Regions from separate parts of the Mus musculus genome. Here all the other regions are linked to region 1. The links are chromatin contacts, called in public Micro-C and promoter capture Hi-C maps. All regions are on one chromosome and are shown on one strand. The core of a region is the stretch at or near the end of the contact, and the rest is flanking DNA. Distances in the headings are between cores, read along the strand shown.

Region 1 (2,808 bases), core at 86-2,585:
GCAGTCCTCCTGCCTCAACCTCTCAAGTGCTGGGATTTCATAAACAATCTTCTCAAACCCATCTTGTAGATGAAAACTGAGGCAGAGAGAAAGGAAGTGACTCACCCCAAGTCCCCAAACAGTCCACGCCCAGATGTTCAGGTGCAGAGCACATTTCTTTTTTCAGTTCTAAAGGACTGTGTATACTATCTCAATTAAAGGGAGCCACAGAGGCTGTGGCCATAACTCCGCTAGTAGAATGCCTTCATAGCATGTACCGAGCCCTGGTTTACTATCAGGTGCCACGTAAACTGGCAATGGTGGCATGAACCCCTAATTCCACTCTCAAGGTCAGCTCAAGGTCATCCTTGGCTACATAGTGAATTTGAGGCCAGCCTGGGGTACCTGAGACTCTGTCTCACGAAGACTCTGTTATTTCCAGGTGGCAGGTGTGGAGCTAATGCACACAAAGGTAACTTCAAGATGACAAACTAGCGATAGTTGGTGTTAAGACTCCAACTCAGTGCCCTCCGTGAGCCACCACGCGAATGCTGTCCTTTAAATACTTCTGTAATAGCTGCTTAGGTTTGGAAAGAGTTCCTCGCTCACAGTAAGCTGGTAGAGTAACCAGCTATGCTGTGATGACCCACAAGTGATGTCTACTGGTCATTCTGAGCAATGCAGACAGGGCGGAGCAGGCTGTAATGGAAATCTCAAGGACATTGCTGTAGTAGGGGTAGAAAATCTGTTCTGAATGAGCCGCCCCAACTACAAGCTTTGGTGGCGAATGTTACCTTACACTTCTGAATAGCATTTGTGGTGTAGGAGTTCATCAACAGGAAATGTGGCCAGGCTGATGAACTGAGGCAGGAGAACTGCTGGGAGTTCAAGGCCAGTTTGGACTAAATGGAGAGACTGGGTCAGAAGAGGCATAAGGGGGTTCAAAACAAAGAAGAGGAAGAAGGAAGGAGAGGAGAGGAGAGGAGAGGAGAGGAGAGGAGAGGAGAGGAGAGGAGAGGAGAGGACAGGATAGGACAGGACAGGACAGGACAGGAGAGGACAGGAGAGGACAGGAGAGGAGAGGAAGGCAGGGAAGGAGGGAGGATGGGAGAGAGGTGAGAGAGCTAGATTCTGTCTGTTGACAGCTATTGAGCTATCGTTCTTTTCAGAACAAGCATATCTAAAGGGCAAGCATAAATTGGAATATCTGCTACCCTGCTCTGAGTCCTCCCTCCAGGCCCGATGGCCCAGTCGGCTGCATTGAAGGAAGTGCGCATGGCCAACGCGCGAGGGCGCTCGGGGTTGTGAGTAACTTGAGCATCAGAATACTGAGTCAGAAACTTGTGATACAAAGCCTCACTCTTCTAACCTTCACCAGTTTAGGTCCACTGGAAAGGCCACCGGAGCAGGCTCGGTGGGTCCTGCAGACCTGCAGCGCAGGTTGGGCCCTAGGCCAGTGCGGGAGCAGCATTCTTTGCCCAGCGGGTAGGACGCCTTTGCGGGTGGGTTGGGTGTGGGGGACTGTGAGCAGAGGCTGAGTGATCAATAGCCTGCGTGGTTATGAGGCTCTCTCCTCCGCCCTCCTGCCAGCTCCAGGGCCAGTCCTGCGTGCTTCATAAAATTTTATGTAACCTTGCCAACAGCCACTGAGATCTGAGCATGTCCGCCCTCCGTGCTGCCACTCCTGGGGACCACAAGGTCATCTGCTTGGGACCTCCAAGAGTGGGCTACTGTGGCGTTCCCCTGACTGGCTGGCTGGCCCCTTAGTGCAGGCCCCTGGAGAGGCAGAGAAGATGGTTTGGGGTCCTGGTCTTGAGACTTTTTATTTTAGACCAGGCAGTGTTGATTAATTTGCACCCCACCTTTCCTCCTCAGGGTTCTCTGTTTCTCCCTTTAAAGACAGGATAATCGACGGGCATGGTGGCACACACTTTTGGTCCCAGCACTCTGGAGGCTGAAGCTGAGGATCTATGTGAGTTCGAGGCCAGCCTGGTTGGTCTTCAAAATGAGTTTCAGGACAGCCAGGACTACATAGAAACCCTGTCTCGAAAAACAAAAATAAGCAAGCAAGCAAACAAACAAAAATTAGGCTAATCATAGTTAAAAAGATAACAGATTTTGGTGGGAAGGATGTATGAGCAGTGACCAGGGTCAAGAGCAGTTTGCTGCTCTTCCAGAGGACCTAAGTTCATTTCCCAGCACAGCGCCCTCTCCTGGCCTCCTTACACACCTGCCTATGCACACACATAAATAAAAAAAATTGTATAAAATTTATATAAAAATTTAATAAAAATTTTTAAAAGATACCTGATGCTGAAGAGGTGTCCCTAATGGTAAACACTTGCTGCTCTTGTTGAGGGCCAGAGCTAAGTTCCCAGAACTGTATCAAGTGGCTCACAACGGTCCATATATAAGTGATTCTCAACCTTCCTAATGCTACCACCCTTTAACATGGTTCCTCATGGGGGGTGACCTCCAACCATGAAATTATTTTGTTGCTACTTCATAACTGTAATTTTGCTACTGTTATAGCAAATATCTGCGTTTTCTGGTGGTCTGAAGTGACCTTTATGAAAGGGTCATTCAACTCCCCCAAAGGATGGCCTGTGCAACCCACAGGCTGAGAATCACAGCTCTGTGGTACCTAGTAACTAATGCCTGGTTTCTGAAGGTACCTATGTGCATATGTGCATACATGCATGTGAACTTACACACACACAATAGCTAACAGACTTCAATGTGCTCTGTTCAGGAATGCTCATATTCATAAGGCAGAGATGAGCCCCAACTCAAGACGCCGTACAGAAGTTGCAGGCAAGTCCTTGGGAG
Region 2 (2,700 bases), core at 42-2,541, 58 kb before region 1:
CTGTTTCAGGTCTCCCTCCCAGGATGGCAAGGAGATGATACGGAATCATAAGTGAAACACCTGGTAAGCGCAAGTTCCCTCTGAGACAGGAGGAAGTTACTTCACATGTCAGAGTCCTGCCCTAAACCACAGCTTCTGTAGAAAACCTGGGCACTTGACTCCTTAAAGGCTGCCTAGAAATGAGGTAGTTTTACGTGAAGAACAGGGCCAAGGCACCACTCCAGGTCTACTGCATTGGGTGTATTTCTGTGGAGTCTCCTCTCAAATACACAGTGGTCATTCCTGACTCTGGCCAGCACACTTCCCAGTCTCCTTAGTTCTTTTATTTTATTTATTTTACTTTTTTTTTTAATGTATTCACTATTGTTCTCTTCAGACACACCAGAAAAGGGCATCAGATCCCATTACAGATGATTGTGAGCCACCATGTAGTTGCTGGGAATTGAACTCAGAACCTCTGGAAGAGGAGTCAGTGCTCTTAACCCCTGGACTATCTCTCCAGCCCAATGATTCAAAGTGGGACCGTTAACAATGTCTACTTGATAGAGTCTAGAACCACCCAGAGACAAAACTGGACGAGCTACTGTGAGGGAGTCTCTCGATTTTGTTGAGGTGGGAAGACCCACCCTGACTATGGATGGCACCATACTCTGGGCTAAGCTCTCTTCTTCCTATTGCAGATGCAATGTGACCAGACTTTTCAGTTTTTTGCCACCCTGCTTTTCCATCATGGCAGACTATATCTTCCAACTGTGAACCAAAATAAACCCTTCCTTAAGTTGGACCTTAGCAATGAGAAAAGTAACTAATATATTCATAAGTATATTTGCATTTTAATTTATTTATTGTGTGTATGTGTGTTGGAGGCCATTAGTACCATGGCGTGCATGTGGAAGTCAGAGGACCATCTGAGCAAGTGGATTCTCTGCTTTCCATGTTGTTGGGTCCCGGGGTGGGGGCAGTGGTTAAATCCAACTCAGACTTCAAGTTTAGCAGCTGGCCCCTTATACTCACTGAGCCATCTTACAGGAACAAAAAAAATAAATAAAAATCTGAAAAATCTGGTGCTCTTAGTAGCACAGATATGGATATTTGGGGATTTGGAGCAACTGCTACAAATTCACTGGTGACTCCAGACCTAGGAACGTTTCCATCCTTCTGAGGAAGAAACCCACACCTACACCTGTCCTAGCTCCGCCTACACCTGGGTAGGGCCTCTCTTCCTCGTCCCTCCTCCACTCAATTTTCATTGGTTATAGGAAGAAACCGGTCCTCCATTGGTTCCTTTGTGAGTGGGAGGAGTCGGGTTGTGTTTCATCTCACCGCTGCAGGCCGAGCTCGGCCGAGGGTACCCGAGAGGGGCCGAGGCCCGCGCAGTAGCGGTACTGAGTAGAGGCTGCCCGACGCGCCCCACCCGGCACCAGGCGGAGCCAGAGATGCTGGCCAGGGCCGAGCGGCCCCGCCCGGGCCCCCGGCCGCCTCCGGTCTCTCTCTTCCCGCCGCCGTCGTCGCTGCTGCTGCTGCTGCTGGCGATGCTGAGCGCCCCGGTGTGCGGCCGCGTCCCCCGCTCGGTGCCCAGAACCTCGCTGCCCATCTCCGGTAAGATGCAGGAACCCTTGTCCTCAGCCCTTCGCACGGTACCCTGCCCTTGCCAGCAGGTGCCCACACCCACCTGCCCTGCTAACTCCAGTGACAGCCATCTAAGGCCCCTCTGCACGGTGCACACCCCTGTGGGACCAAAGCTGAGACTTCTACCCTGCATCTTTCTATCTCATCTCATCCCACCCCACCTTACTCCATCCCACCTATCCCACCCCCAACCTGGCCCTGCACCTCAGCTCCCAAGACACAACCAGGGTGCTCCCGAAGCCCCTCTTTTCATTAGGGTGCAGTCCTTTACCCTGTAGACCTGGATACTGAGGCCCATGGAGGGCCTGGGGTTTGCCCAAGGTTGTCCATTTCAGTCCTTTATCCCTGTTGCCCACACATACACCCACACCCATCACTTCATTTCCAAGCTCCTGCTATTCCCTGTCTTCTTGCTCTTTCATTCTAATGGGTCATCCCTAGCCCAGAATTTCCGCCCTTTTAGCTTCATTCCCCCCACCCCCACGTCATCCTTTTAAATGCCCTCCCACCCTCATCCAGACCTGTATCCCTCCTGCCCACTTTCCTTATGGCTGACATCCATCCTCCGCTATCAATTCACTTTAACTTTAATTCCCCGAATGTCCGCTGCTCCCCCTGCCCATTCCCTACTTTGAGTGCTAGAAAACACTTCAATGAGCCCATTCAAAGTTCTTCACACAAAACAAAGGAGGGGCTGGAGAGATGGCTCTGTTGTTAAGAGCATTTGGCGGCTTTCCCAGGAGATCTGAGTTCTGTTCCCAGCACCCATGTCAGTGGCTTACAACCACCTGCAATTCCAGCTCCGAGGGAACAGGATTCTGTGGTTACTTATAGTGCATATATACAGACACTAATATACATACATACATACATACATACATACATACATACACACACACATTATGTTTAAAGAAACATAAAAATTATATATTTAATAAAACAAGATAGGGTTTAGGTTCTTTATGAAGACATGGAAAAAGCATAAATGGTGCTCACAGTTTAAATACTTTTTGCTGATCTGGACATGAGTGTGGCACGGGGCTTGTTTTCTTCTCAGTGGGTACAAATGAC
Region 3 (2,916 bases), core at 295-2,794, 60 kb after region 1:
CACACACACACACGAGCACAGGAACACATGAACACAGTTACCCAGGAAAGCCTGAGGTACTAGATTGCCCTGCAACTGCAGTCACCAGCAGTGGTGAGTTACCAGACATAGATGCTAGACACTCCACACATGCTCCTTTGAATGCTTTTAACCCCAGAGCCATCTCTTCATCCCCAAGGAAGAGTTTGCAAGCCACTCAGTTGCCTCTGCGACACAAAAACAAGCCAAACCTGGGTCCTTTGCTGCTGCATGCTCTCAGTAGGCTCCTGTCTCAGCAGGCATCAGAAGTCTATTTATCTGCTCATTCCCAAGAAACACTCCTTAGGTCCAGATAGAAGGAGAGGAGGCTATTGGGATTTCTGTTTTTCCTTTCTCTGCTGGGATCAGGCTAAGTACCTAGTGCATGCTCGCTGGGTAGGTGCTCTGTGTCCTCGCTAGGTATCCACAGGCATAAGGATGGAGGGTTAAAACTACGCTCCAGGATGTGAAGGCCAGATTGCACGGAGCCCTTCCTTTTCCTGTTGCTTTCAGCAATTCCACTCTTGGTCAGCTGGTGCCACAGAATATGCATGCATGTATGCATGTGTGTGCATGGCTGAGTGTGCATACACGCTTGTATGCATGTGCATGCATTCATGCATGTGTGAGTGTAGGGGAGGGGTGTGAGGTGTTGGAAGGAGGATGATTCAAGAGATCACAGTTTTTAAAAAAGCATTTATTTTAACTGTGTGCATGTGTAGTCATGAAGGCTAAAGACACGGGTCCCACAGGAACTGGAGTAACAGGCTGCTGTGGACCATCTGACATGGCTCTGGAATCAAACCAAGGTCCTCTGCAAGAGCAGTGCCAGCCCAATGACTGGAGCGTTTCTCTCTCTCTCTCTTCCTTCCTTTCTTTTTTTCTTTTCTCACTTTAAAAATTTATTTATTTTTAGGCTGAATGTGGTGACTTACACCTTTAACCCAAGCATTTAGGAGGCAGAGGCAGGAGGATCTCTTTGAGTTAGATGCCAGCCTGGTGTACCTAGGGAGCTTCAGGACAGCCAGGACTACGTAGAGAGACCCTGTCTCAAAATAAAACACACCAGATTACTATCATTTTGGATTATATATGTGGGTATGTGCACATGCATACAGGTGCCAGTGGAGACCAAGGAAGCTGGAAGCTGGCCTTACAGGGGCTTGTGAGCCACCTGATGTGGATGCTGGGAACTGAACTCTAGTCCTTTGGTACATCAGTGAGTGCTGGTAACAATTTTACCACTTTTTAAACACCTTGATGGCTTACAGTTTGGGGCCCAGCAGACCAGTGGACAACAGGTTTCAGAGAAATGAAGAAGGGGTTCTCAGAAACCACCTGAAGAACCAGGGCCCACCCCTCTCTATCTCCCCCACCCCCCATCCCTCAGCCCCTCTCCTCACCCCCCCAACAATGCCCCCCTCCCCCCAGCACCAGGTTCTGCTCCTTTCACTTCCTCCCACAGACAAGCTTCTAGGAGCCTGAGAGACAACTTCCTGTATTGAGTCACTCTGGAGTCCAAGCCCTTTCCAAAAGCCTGGCCCTGAAGTGGGAGGAGAATGCAGAGGCCTCTCCTTGAGGGTCCACAGACCGGAGGGAGCCTCCAGCCCCAGATGATGTAAGGTCCCACAATTGCTTTTGGATGTCCTTGTCTGAATCCCTGGATTAGCTTCTCACTTGCAAACCCTGGGCAAGTGAGAGGCAGCAGCGCCTTCCAAGAGACCTGAAGAGTACACATGTCAGGCTGCACGTAGCAGCTAGGGCAGGGAATAGAGGTGTTGTCATGGCAACTATCAGGGTGTCCTTTCCACTCACAACCTCTAGGTTCCTCTGTTTGTGTTATGGGTCTGAAAGGTATACTCTAGAGCTTTTTTTCTCTCTTCTTCTCATCCCCGGAAACAGCTGAGGAGGAGAAACAGAGACAGAGGTTTGGGAAGAAAACAGCCTCTCTCACACTGGGGCTTCTTGCAGTTGGGTGGAGCGTTTAGCAGTTAGGTGTCTCACCTAGTACCTGGGCTGTTCAGGTGGGAAATTCCTTCCTTCTCAGATCAAGTGGCAGCTGCCCTACTGTCCTCTCTTCTCCTTGCTCCCTCAGATTACATGGTGGGTGGAAACAAGGTCAGATGAAGCAGACAGAATTTATGGTTATTAAGTCTTATTTAGTTTTGCCTAAGTCAGGTAGAAGGGTCTACAGACCCTGGGTCAACAAAGTATCACTGAGAAAGCATCAAGATTGGAAATAAAGGTCCTAGATTTGGGGTCTTATCCTAGTATAGGATGACCACAGACAATGAATCTCTGTTCTTTTGGCTTCCTTTGCCCCTCCAGAAGGTGGGAGGGATGGAATGACTTCCAAGTGTTAGATAATTGTGTGAGGGGCCTGGGGATGTAGCTTAGTTCACAGAGTGCTTGTCTGGCATGCACAAAGCCCCAGCACAGCATGAACTAGGCACAGTGATCTATGCTGCAGCCCAGGAGGCAGAGGCAGGAGGATCAGAAGTTCAAGACCATCCCTGGCCACATAGCCAGTTTGAAGCCAGCCTGGGCCCACCACCACCACCACCAAAGAATTATCTGAAGCATTATGCAAATGTCTAGTTCTCCACCCAGAGTGTTTTATTAATGTCTGAATGGGATATGGAAATCTGTAGTAAGGTAAATGTAAATTCATTTCAGCATGAGAATCTGTTGAAACTCGGGCACTTGGAGAGGAGCCACACCAGAATTATGAATCAGAAGTGGAGATAAAGGCAGGAACAGTTAAGAATTGAACAGCATCTACTGAGCCTGTCATTTGATGGCTCCCAGGCCTTTACAGAGTAAGGCCATTTATCTCACTGTACAGAACCTTTTATCGTACAAAAAAGACCATTAGAGAAACCCTCTTAGGCAGGCGAG

The links. Promoter capture Hi-C pulls out the DNA fragments that hold promoters and counts their contacts. A called contact is a pair of places that touch in the nucleus more often than the background predicts.
Region 2: a promoter capture Hi-C map of second pharyngeal arch cranial neural crest shows a contact between it and region 1, with 3 times the contacts expected there. The contact joins the promoter of Sema4f here to the promoter of 2310069B03Rik in region 1. A contact is called at or near these places in 16 of 39 promoter capture datasets (the 3T3-L1 cell line, 3T3-L1-derived adipocytes, the SN4741 cell line and 12 more), 2 of 15 datasets of contacts at CTCF or cohesin (CD8 T cells and the NIH/3T3 cell line), 3 of 115 datasets of contacts at active chromatin or transcription factors (CD8 T cells, embryonic stem cells and pancreatic cancer cells) and 3 of 9 other capture datasets (adipose tissue, liver and macrophages).
Region 3: a contact with region 1 is called in a Micro-C map of the G1E-ER4 cell line, with 2.0 times the contacts expected there. The contact joins the enhancer-like site here to the promoter of 2310069B03Rik in region 1. A contact is called at or near these places in 3 of 15 datasets of contacts at CTCF or cohesin (CD8 T cells, embryonic stem cells and stem cell-derived epiblast-like cells), 24 of 484 Hi-C or Micro-C datasets (ECoMG myeloid progenitors, the F1.1 cell line, the G1E-ER4 cell line and 11 more), 9 of 115 datasets of contacts at active chromatin or transcription factors (CD8 T cells, the HPC-7 cell line, acute myeloid leukemia and 3 more) and 1 of 9 other capture datasets (embryonic stem cells).

What each region holds. Positions count from the first base shown.
Region 1 is chr6:82,880,380-82,883,187 of GRCm38.p6, reverse strand. It overlaps 2310069B03Rik (RIKEN cDNA 2310069B03 gene), which reads left to right and starts at 1,335. Exons shown (of 4, transcript NR_040520.1): 1 at 1,335-1,419; 2 at 1,879-1,951; 3 at 2,732-2,793.
Region 2 is chr6:82,938,360-82,941,059 of GRCm38.p6, reverse strand. It overlaps Sema4f (sema domain, immunoglobulin domain (Ig), TM domain, and short cytoplasmic domain), which reads left to right and starts at 1,291. Exons shown (of 14, transcript NM_011350.4): 1 at 1,291-1,599. The coding sequence starts at 1,437.
Region 3 is chr6:82,820,784-82,823,699 of GRCm38.p6, reverse strand. No RefSeq gene overlaps it. Among named protein-coding and RNA genes, the nearest start is that of Gm32591, 9.0 kb to the left of the region's middle. Within about 2 kb of position 1,544, at least 120 of the 459 cell types and tissues checked have an H3K27ac peak or open chromatin away from gene starts, as enhancers often do. A contact at or near this core is called in CD8 T cells, the G1E-ER4 cell line, the HPC-7 cell line and 9 more, where this site is marked.